Regions from separate parts of the Pan troglodytes genome. Here regions 1 and 3 are each linked to region 2. Evidence: chromatin contacts called from public Hi-C data. All regions are on one chromosome and are shown on one strand. The core of a region is the stretch at or near the end of the contact, and the rest is flanking DNA. Distances in the headings are between cores, read along the strand shown. Region 1 has its middle 69 kb from the start of TRIM2. Region 2 holds the start of FHDC1 (FH2 domain containing 1). Region 3 has its middle 25 kb from the start of TRIM2.

Evidence for each region. Hi-C and Micro-C count contacts between places; a contact is called where the count stands out from the background.
Region 1: a contact with region 2 is called in a Hi-C map of stem cell-derived neural progenitor cells, with 1.7 times the contacts expected there. The contact joins the enhancer-like site here to the promoter of FHDC1 in region 2. A contact is called at or near these places in 2 of 7 Hi-C or Micro-C datasets (blood and stem cell-derived neural progenitor cells) and 1 of 1 datasets of contacts at active chromatin or transcription factors (stem cell-derived excitatory neurons).
Region 3: a Hi-C map of stem cell-derived neural progenitor cells shows a contact between it and region 2, with 2.6 times the contacts expected there. The contact joins the enhancer-like site here to the promoter of FHDC1 in region 2. A contact is called at or near these places in 2 of 7 Hi-C or Micro-C datasets (induced pluripotent stem cells and stem cell-derived neural progenitor cells) and 1 of 1 datasets of contacts at active chromatin or transcription factors (stem cell-derived excitatory neurons).

The regions. Positions count from the first base shown.
Region 1 is chr3:154,861,695-154,864,953 of NHGRI_mPanTro3-v2.0_pri, forward strand. No RefSeq gene overlaps it. Among named protein-coding and RNA genes, the nearest start is that of TRIM2, 69 kb to the right of the region's middle. Within about 2 kb of position 1,322, at least 11 of the 24 cell types and tissues checked have an H3K27ac peak or open chromatin away from gene starts, as enhancers often do. A contact at or near this core is called in stem cell-derived neural progenitor cells, where this site is marked.
Region 2 is chr3:154,713,808-154,717,090 of NHGRI_mPanTro3-v2.0_pri, forward strand. FHDC1 (FH2 domain containing 1) reads left to right here and starts at 2,023. Exons shown (of 12, transcript XM_016952389.4): 1 at 2,023-2,110.
Region 3 is chr3:154,905,843-154,909,008 of NHGRI_mPanTro3-v2.0_pri, forward strand. No RefSeq gene overlaps it. Among named protein-coding and RNA genes, the nearest start is that of TRIM2, 25 kb to the right of the region's middle. Within about 2 kb of position 1,394, at least 9 of the 24 cell types and tissues checked have an H3K27ac peak or open chromatin away from gene starts, as enhancers often do. A contact at or near this core is called in stem cell-derived neural progenitor cells, where this site is marked.

The DNA.
Region 1 (3,259 bases), core at 72-2,571, 150 kb after region 2:
AAACAAGGAAACCCAAGCCAATTCGTGCTGAGAAAACTTTTCCTCTCAGTGGCACCCATTCCTTCCTCCACACCCCGGCCCCCTCCCACACCAGGTTACTCTTGATCTGTGAGGTGAACAGCTCTTCTGAGCTGGGTTCCTGTTTCATCTTCTTCCTGTTAATTAGTGTGAACTGCCTGTTTCTGAGAAGTGCCCGACTATTTATTTCAGACCAGGCAAGTCTAAACACAGCTCTACCAACCACAGCAGGAGACAGAAGTGGTAAAGTTTCTTCGCTCATGCAGACGAGAGCCATGGGCACGGGGCCGGCACCAGGAAGAAGCGCGTTCATTCACTGAGTGTGAAGCTCAGGGTCTTAGGGCTCCTCTCTGTAGGGCCAGCCTTACCAGTAGGCAAAGCTGTAGCTCTCCACAGTTGAGGGGCTTCAAGCAGGGTCTACTCCCCAGAGTCATGTGTCACAACTTGTCACCCCCTCCCCAGATGACATGATTGGAAACTCTATCCTTTGGCTCATACAGGTTTTACAGAGCCCCTCCCTGGTAATGTGGAAATCCTCTGAGAGAGCATTTCATCCTAGCAAGCAAGACTTTCCAGAATTGAGACACACCCCCACACCTCGGTCAGGATGGGTCAATAGCGGGGCTGGGGAGAGAAGGGGGTGAAGGGGATGGATACGGGCGGCTGGAGTGGGGAGAAGGGACTTCAGGGCAGAACTTCACTCACTTGGGAATTTTGCTCAGTGATGGCCTTGCTCTGTGGCTGCTGATTGAAAAATGTCAAGTTGGGGTCACTTTAGTCATTGCCATCTGTCAGGGAGGACAAAGGCCAGTCTGTGGTCAGGGAGCCCAACGGGAGAGGTTGCACTTGGGGAAGGGTAAGTCTGTAATGCACTTGTCTTGTAAAAATGCTCTTTAGTCAATTAAGAAGGTTTTAAATGAGAAGAGTAACCGGACAGGCAGGATCTTTATATTTTTTCTATGTACTGCAGAATATTCATGAGGAAAAAAAGTAGGATTTCTTGGGCATCTTTTCCTTTCAAGAACCTTCTAAAATGTTACAGCCCAAATGGCTCTTTCTTTTTCTCAAGCTGTGAAGACCTCAGGGGGTGCTCCCTCTCTGGGCTTCGTGGTGAGGATGTTGTTATAAAACTTGGGGCTGAGGACTTTACACTGGGACAAACCTTTAAAAGAAGCCTGCTGTGCTGTGGAAGTGTGGGTATTCTCCAGCTTTCCCAGGTCACGCCGACTGCTTCCCCGCAGCCTACAGATCAGAAGGCAGGGCTCCTTTGTGCGAGGAATTTGCATCTGAGGCAAAGATTTATAGTAAACGGCCACCAGATGGTGCCTTAGTCCTCCTCAAGCTAATATTCTGGCTTGCTTTGTTCTCTTTGCTGATGAAAGCTGACATTTCACGGGAAGAACAGTCAATCCCTGGGAAGATGCTGGGACCAAAGGAGCCACAAGTATTATTTTATTTGTTCAGCCTGACAAGACTCCAAGCTCATAAATGTGGGGGAGCCACAGTCATTGACCTAGAGCTAATATAAGTGCTTATTTCTTCACACAGTGGGATGCAACAATTAAGGTCGTATCAGCTCCCAACATGCATGCGGACCTGACTCAGTGCTAATTGCTCCCAACAAGCATGCTGATGCTGGATTCATAGCTGACTTCTAGCTCTCAGAGGGTTTGGGTGACCTTGCTTTAGGGGGAGATAAATGCTTCATTCTTTACGCTGGCTTTCTAAATAAATCACTTCAGTTTAATTTTTTTTAAATTATCTTTTGGAGACCAATACTGGGTTTTTTTTCTCTTTCACTAAGAAAACAGGAATTTAATTTGGAAAACTCAGTTTTAAATGAACATAGTGACCTTTATAATTTTCTTTTCCTTAGCAAACATCTTTTACTGCTTTTCCAAAAGACTGAACTTAGCCAGAATTACGACAGGTAAAACTTCTCACTTCATGAGTTTAATGAAATGACTCGATCTCCCCACAGACGTTTCCAAAATCTGGAGAGCGGCTGTGAGTTTGCAGTGCAGTATGGGGAGAGGTAAGAACAATGCCTTTGGAATTTGGAATCCTTGTACCCCGGTGAAATAGTCCTGCTCACCTCCCTGCATTTCACTTTCTCTCCATGGCAACGTTTGATGTGGGGCAGTCACCCAGTTTTATTATTTAGTCTGCATGCACATACACACTCACACACTCACCCTTAGGCAGAGGACTAGGATAGAAGAATCCATCGCCACTTTTACCCTTCATTTCCCAAGTCCTGAGGCATCACTGTCTCATTTCCACCCTCAGGGTTTAATCTCAGAGTGTGGGAACGAGGCAGGCCTCTGCTGGGGTGGCCAGGATGTCCCTGACGCCACCAGCAGGGAAGAGTCAACACACTGAGGACAGCCCCTGCTCCTTCTCATTTGGCTGAGGTTGTCAGAGCATGCATGTGGCAACACCATCCATGGTTCCGTGACGTCTCCCTGAAGATGCCATCTGTGGGCTCAAAAGCTGGATCTATGGGAAGCCAGCCCCGGGCTGTGCATCTGTCACAAACCGTGTCTTCATCTTCCCAGGCCAAGTTCAGTTCATTCTTATTTTCACACATCCAATTGGGCGCTACCAGTTAGAGGCCTCACTGGGGCTTCAGGGAGTGGGTTCGTGTTGCTATTGGCAGCAGTTCAGTCCTTCGCTGATCAACAACATCCACCTTGGGATGCCATGCACCTACTTCTTTACCTGTAGTTACTTTGAATGTTGGTTCCAACACACCATTTGCAGGAATAGAGCCGCCAGGAACTGGTGGTGTGAGATCCCAGGGTCTCCTGTGTTACTTGTCAACTAAGCAGTAGCAGCTGCAGCTGATGGAAATACATGCCCAAAGGCATTCGACCAACTGGTTAAACTCTTGACTCTGCCACCTTAGAAGTTTTGTGGCTCGACACCAATTACTACTGGGAACAAGTTTCCACTCCATTCCCACGCCACAGTCAGACAGGGTTGAGGGGGATAATAGGTCCTCGCCCTGCAGCCCAAGCAACCCGTTTGCACGGCTGGCTGCCCGCCACCTGGTGGTAGATGGAGGTAGAGCAGCCTCTTGAGGAGAACTGCCCGGGTTTGGAGCAAGAGGGACTTTCTAAGTGATTCAATCTTGTGCTGTCATTTTCACTGGAGGAAATTCAGGCTTAGAGATGATGGCAGGCTTGTCTGAGCTCTCACAGTGGTAGAGTACGGTGGTTAAGAGCAAGCATTCTGGCGT
Region 2 (3,283 bases), core at 773-3,272:
GAGGGGGAGGTGGTGGGTGTGGGAATAGTACTAGTTTTGAGGGAAAGATGAGTTGATTTTTGGATATTTTAATTTGGACTTGAAATTTTACAACGATAATATGGATTCAAGAGTCCCTGACATTGAAGAGAAACCCGGAGATATACCTTGAAGCTCAAGTTTCCAAGCCCCTCATTTTCCCTGGGCCCTTCCAAGGATACATGTCTAGTATTAAGTTTGTAAGTTTTTATTGCTTTCCTTTAAGAAGTTCCCCCAGGAGTTATACAAGCTTCAGGTCCCACGACATCTGGATGGGTTCCGTTTGAAATCTGAAGGTATTTCTGTGGGATACCGGGAGATCAAGAGTTGGAAGAACCTTGTTACTGTCCTCAAAGGAAGAGAAGGGTCAGCAGAGAAGTCCAGAGAAGCATAGAGAAGGCCTTAGGGTAGGATGCTGCCAAGGAGATCAAAGGGATGAGGGGCTGAGAATGGGTCACCAGACTTGACTTCTCAAAAAGTAACTGTTTTTAGAGTGCATGCTCAATACAGTTGGGGGTGAGGCCCACTGTCATGGGGTTGAGGAGGGAGGAGTAGGCAGGGGGTGTGGACTCCCCATTTAACAAGGTCGACAGTAAGAGAAAAGAAGATGCCACTCAACTCCTCACTTTCGATCTGCTGTAATTTAACTTGAGCCTGAACAGTCAATATTCCTTTGGGATTGATATTAGCTCCCTGAGCATGACATTGTCTTTCTCTTTATTACATTTTCTTACTCCTTAAGATTTTAAGATTTTCTTAATTGGATCCATTTCTCTTCATGCTCCATCAATGGCCAAGAAATGGGCTATTGGCAGGCACAGTTTTGGTTTTGGGGTTGATTGGTTTGTTTACACTAATAGTTTCTCTTTCTCGATCCAAGGCTCGACCAAGGAGGTCAGGAATTCTGTCCTGGGAGTTCAGGGACTGAGGACCAGGATGGAGGAAGCAAAAGGCGTCAGGCATTAGGCTGGAAACGTCTTGGTCGGTTATCTAGGATCAAAGAGTCAAAGGTAGCGATGACTTCATCCCCGTAGAGGGCGCCTCCCTACCCCGACAGTGGATTTTCGGTCAGCCGGTTTGCCCGGGATGTTTTCTTTGACTACTTGCTTCTCACTGGCGCCCCAAGTCACTTTGAAGAAAAAAAATGTGATTAAATCGATTCCCCTGTTTCTTTCTGTGAGGAGTGTGCCTTTCCCAGACAGCGTGCGTTCATTCGATAAGGCCTGGCAAAATTTTTGAGGGGTCTTTTTACGCTTTAATACAACCTAAAGGTTTCTGTTACCATCATCATTGAGAATTAAAAACAAAAACAAAATAAAAAACGGTAACAAATTTACAGGTTGGCAGGCCCCAGGGACGAGCTGACCTTTGCGAAGCTCTAGCGCAGCCAGGTTTCAGCTGTAGGGGTTGGGACAGGACAGTTCGCCCAAGTGCTGCTAGCTCTCCAGGGAGAAGCAAGTGTTGGGGCAGAGGGTGGTCTGGCGCGTGCGTCGGGGGGCGTGTGCGGGTGTGTGTGTGTGTGCGCGCGCGTGTATATAAGAGTGTGTGCGCGCCCGTGTGCACAAGAGACGGTGCCTGGGAGGCTGCCGCAAAGACTCCTTTGTGAAAGGCACTTGCAGGTTCAGAAGCCAGCTTGGCGCCTCCTCTCGCCCGTTCCCCGAGGACACCTGGCTCTTCTGGGCAGCCCAGCTATCTCCCTCTCCTGCCGCCCCTACTTCTCTCGGTGGCCCCCGGCCTAGCCCCGCACCAGCCTTCGGGTGCGGGAAGCAGTGTGCCCCGAGGCGTCTCCCCCGGGGCCCCGCGCAGGTGAAGGTGAGCGCGTGGCGGTGACGGTGGCGCGCGGAGGGTGGAAAGGGAGGTGAGGGAGGGGCGGAGCAGGAAAGGGCGCGCTGCCCTTCGCGGCCGGCCAGGAGCAGCGGGGCCGCAGCTTTGTTACCTGAGGCTGCCGCTGCGCCGCGCCCCGCCCCGCCCTGCCCCCTCGCGCTCCGGGGTGGCTGGGCCTGCAGTGACCGGGAGGAGGCGGCTGCGCCGACACAGCGGCGGGAGGCTGCAGCGGTCTGCGCGCCGGGAGCGGGGGGGACGCTGGCCGCGGGTGAGTGCGGGTCGGGCGGCCGAGGCGGGGGCGACCGCGGCGCGGGACACGGGGAGCTGGAGCCCCGCCACTCGGGAGGGTCAGGGTTGGGGTGTTGTCCGGGACCCGAGGCTGAGGCGCCGAGAAGCGCGGCTGATGGGTGCCGGGTCTCGGCTTCCTCCGAGCCTCACCGGGAAAGCTGGAGAGGAGGTTCCAGCTCCCTCCACATCCACCCCGGTGACTTTGGCGGCCGCCCTTACCCGGCCACGGAGAACAGCGATCGGTCCCTGGAGGCGAGGACCCGCCGGTGTGGACCCGCGTCTGGAGAACGAGCTGCATCGCCAGGCTGCTGCGGGTCGCACCTGGGCGGTTGACTATTAGTCGTGGCTAAGACTTTCAGATCAACCGCCCCCTAGTTTATCCCGACCCTTGGGAGACAGCGGCGTCCCGCACGGAATGCGCAGCCGCGGCGCCGCGCTCGGTTCCCTAGCCAGCCAGGGGCCACGCCTGGCCCCTGACACAGTGGTGGGGCGGTGGCGGGGACCTAGTGCGGTGGTGCGGACCAAGGACCAGGCGCTTCTCGCCCCGACAAACTTGCTCCGGCCGCGCGAAGTTCGGGTTGCAAGTTGCGCCCCGCGCCTGCAGGAGTGTGGGGAGGGGGAGGAAGCGGGTGGGCTGGGGATCAGCCTCCAAACAAGGGGTGTCCCCAGCTCTTGGAGAGCGGGTTCTGACCGGTTTCAAACGCCAGGAGTCTCCCCTCTGTTTTTCTCAGCGGCTCGATCCGGCTCCCTTTTGGCAGAGCCGCAGTGCGGCCGTGAGGCTTTTCCCCCGCGCCTGCGACCTGGATGGGGGACGTGGGAACATGTCGCGGCGGAGGCTCCGGGTGGGTTGGGAGCGCGCGGCCGCCGCAGACCGGTGTCTGCGAGCCGGAAGACCCCCCCTTTCGTTTCAATCACACGGACACCTCCCCTAGTTAGCCGTCTCCCACCCAACTTCTGGGTGCAGCGTGCTAAACCCCCGCAGAGGGGCTGGCGCCCCGGGGGGCGTGGCGTGGGGGGCGTGGGCTTTCCAGCCTGGGCCCCTCGGGGAGAGGGGGCAGGGCCAAGACCCCCGCCCAACTGGAGGGGCCGGGAATGGGCGAGCGGGTGCGGCGGCCGACCCAGCAGCTGCAGCCGCCGGACGGGAGAGCAGTCG
Region 3 (3,166 bases), core at 144-2,643, 190 kb after region 2:
GCACTCCAGCCTGGGTGACAGAGCTAGACCCTGTCTCAACAAAAAGGCTGGGGAGACTCATTTAATTCAATACCTTAAGGTCCCCTAGGCCAGTAGATATCTGTATAGATAGAACTCCAAGGAGCTCAAAGCTTTTAACCTAATTGCTTCTAAATATACCTTTTGGAAAGGCATGCTGAAGTTAAATGTAATACTTTCAAACAGACCCTAAGAAAAAGCTGTAGCTGAATACTTCTCAAACGCAAATCTGATGGCTGTTTCCTGTTCTGGGTCTTCGCCCCAAATTCGCTAATGCCTCACTATAACTCATGCAGAGGAGCTTATTTTCCTAAGACTTCTTGCCTGTTGCTCTTCAGCACCGTTCACTCTCCTTTAGTCTGTTGGGGGACAGTTAACCCACCTTTCTGGGGCAGCCAGATCTACCTCTTTACAGGTTAAAAGCCCTGTTGTTTGCTGTAGAAAAGAAAATGCACAGGAGACCTCAGAAACTCATGTCAATATTAGGAGCTTGAAGACCCGTAAGTAAACAAGGGGGCTGGGTTTTCCTTTTGTGTGTTTGCTTTGAGTTGCCTGCTCTGAGATATTGCTATCTTTGCCTTTGCTGAGGAATATTTACTGCTTTCTTAAAAGCTGACCATGAAAGTGGCTATAACTAAGTTTTAAAAAGCTTTATCAGGCCGGGCGCCATGGCTCACGCCTGTAATCCCAGCACTTTGGGAGGCTGAGGTGGGCAGATCACTTGAGGTCAGGAGTTCGAGACCATCCTGGCCAACATGGAGCAACCCCATCTCTAGTAAAAATACGAAAACTTAGCTGGGCGTGGTGGTGCGCGCTTGTAATCTCAGCTACTCGCGAGGCTGAGGCAGGAGAATCGCCTGAACCCGGGAGACGGAGGTTGCAGTGAGCCGAGATTGCGCCACTGTACTCCAGCCTGGGCTCTGTCTCAGAAAAAAAAAAAGCATTATCATTTGAGTGGAGCTATTCATGTGGATGAGATGCGTTTTTCACTGGTAATGAGAGCAAACAAAGTGAGGGGTGAGAATACGAGGCATTATTTGGGGGAATGCAGTGTCCCACCACGATCTTACAAAATGGAGCATCTATACTTTTGTCTCTACTATGTACTGGTTTTGGATTCAGCGATGCCCACCTGCATCTCGTAACGGGAAAACACAACTCAGGCAGAATTGACTGTTGAATAAATAGGCATTACCCGGATGGAATTACACCAAGCAAACGATATCTGTTTTAAAAACAGCTGCTTTCCAGTTTGTTTTTTACAATGTAATATTCAGCCTGCCTGTGACCAGCTGTGGCTGAGTTGTAGGGTGTTCGTGGAGATTATGGGAGGCAGCGTTAAATGTTGCGTTTCTTTTGCTTTTTAAAATCCACCCTTTTGTTCTGTCCTCAGAGAGGAATGTGCATCTTTTGTTCTTAGCTACTCAGCTTCGGCCGGGTCTGGCGGCGCCTTTGAGTAACATGGGCAACGCGCGCCCTCTTCTGGACAATCCACTAATTGCAAATTCTGTAAAGCATTGGTCTGGTTATCAAGCGGGCCCTGAATTTGAATGTTCTTGGTAGAGAACACAAAAGAAATTATGACATGTTCCCTGCATTCAAAGGGCCTGCTTTTATGTTAGAAGATTAAACAGCTTGCTTTGGGATTTTCAGTGTGATTTGGAGAGACCAGAGAATCTATTCTTTTAATCGTGTTTCTTAAAAAGGTATGACTTTCTTTTATAGCCAAAATTTCATTTTAAAAATTAACGATTTATTTTCTTTCTCTATTTGAATTATTTTTGAATTTATATGATTTAAACGGCTTCCTGGCCTGGCGCAATGGCTCTCACCTGTAATCCAAGCACTTTGGGAGGCTGAGGCAGAAGGATCGCTTGAGCCCAAGAGTTCCAGACCAGCCTGGGTAACATAGAGAGACCCTGTCTGTACAAAAAATACAAAAATTAGCCAGGCATGGTAGCCATTTCTCTAGTCCCAGCTACTCAGGAGGCTGAAGTGGGAGAGTCCCTTGAGCCTGGGAGTTTCAGGCTGCAGGGCACTGTGATCGCGCCCCTGCACCCCAGCTTGGACAACAGAGCAAGACCCTATCCCTAAAAAACAAACAAACAAAGCCTTCCTTTTAAAAGAGTAGAAACAAGATAAATAGCAAAGGTGTGTAGGACATTTGTTTTCAGTAAAGATAACTGGATCTTTAAAATCACTACATGAAGATCAATTATTCCATGTAAATCCCAAATAAAATCAATAATTTATCACAAAGTGCTTAGAGCAATATTCTCTACTCACCTAAAGTCCTGTTTATCAAAAGTGAAACATTTATTTCAGTCTCTCCAGACTGAAGATTACAGAGCATAATACTCTGTATTTACTTTTTTTTTTCACTCAGCCGAGAAGAGGGGAATAGAATCCCCATGGCCTTGCCATTCCCTTAACCTCACTTGTGGGACTGTTCAGTTTGTGGATCATCAGCAAATTTCAGGTCTATCACTCAGTAACATAAGACCTTGGGAAGATTACTTAAAGTTTGTAAATCTCAGTCTCACTATATGAAAAAGGGGGATAATAGTGGGGGGAATTAAATGAGCTAACCTGTGGTAGGTGCTGGGCACAGTGCCTTGCATTTAATAAATGTTCAATAAATGTTAGCCACCACCATCACCACCACCACTACCACCATCACCACAACTGCCACCATTACCCCCACCACCACTACTGTCACCACTGCCATCACCACCATCAGCATCACCACCACCATTACCACCACCACCAACATACCACTACCTCCACCATAACCACTACCACCACCACCATCACCACCACCATACCACTACCACCATCACCACAACCACCATCACCACCACCACCACCACCATCACCACCACCACCACCACCAGCATCACCACCATCACCACCACCACCACCACCATCACCACCATCACCACCACCATCACCACCATCACCACCATCACCACCACCACCACCACCATCACCACCATCACCACCATCACCACCACCACCACCATCACCATTACCACCATCACCACCCCCACCACCATCACCACCACCACCACCAGCATCACCACAACCACCAGCATCACCACCACCATCACCACCACCATCACCACCATCACCACCCCCACCACCACCA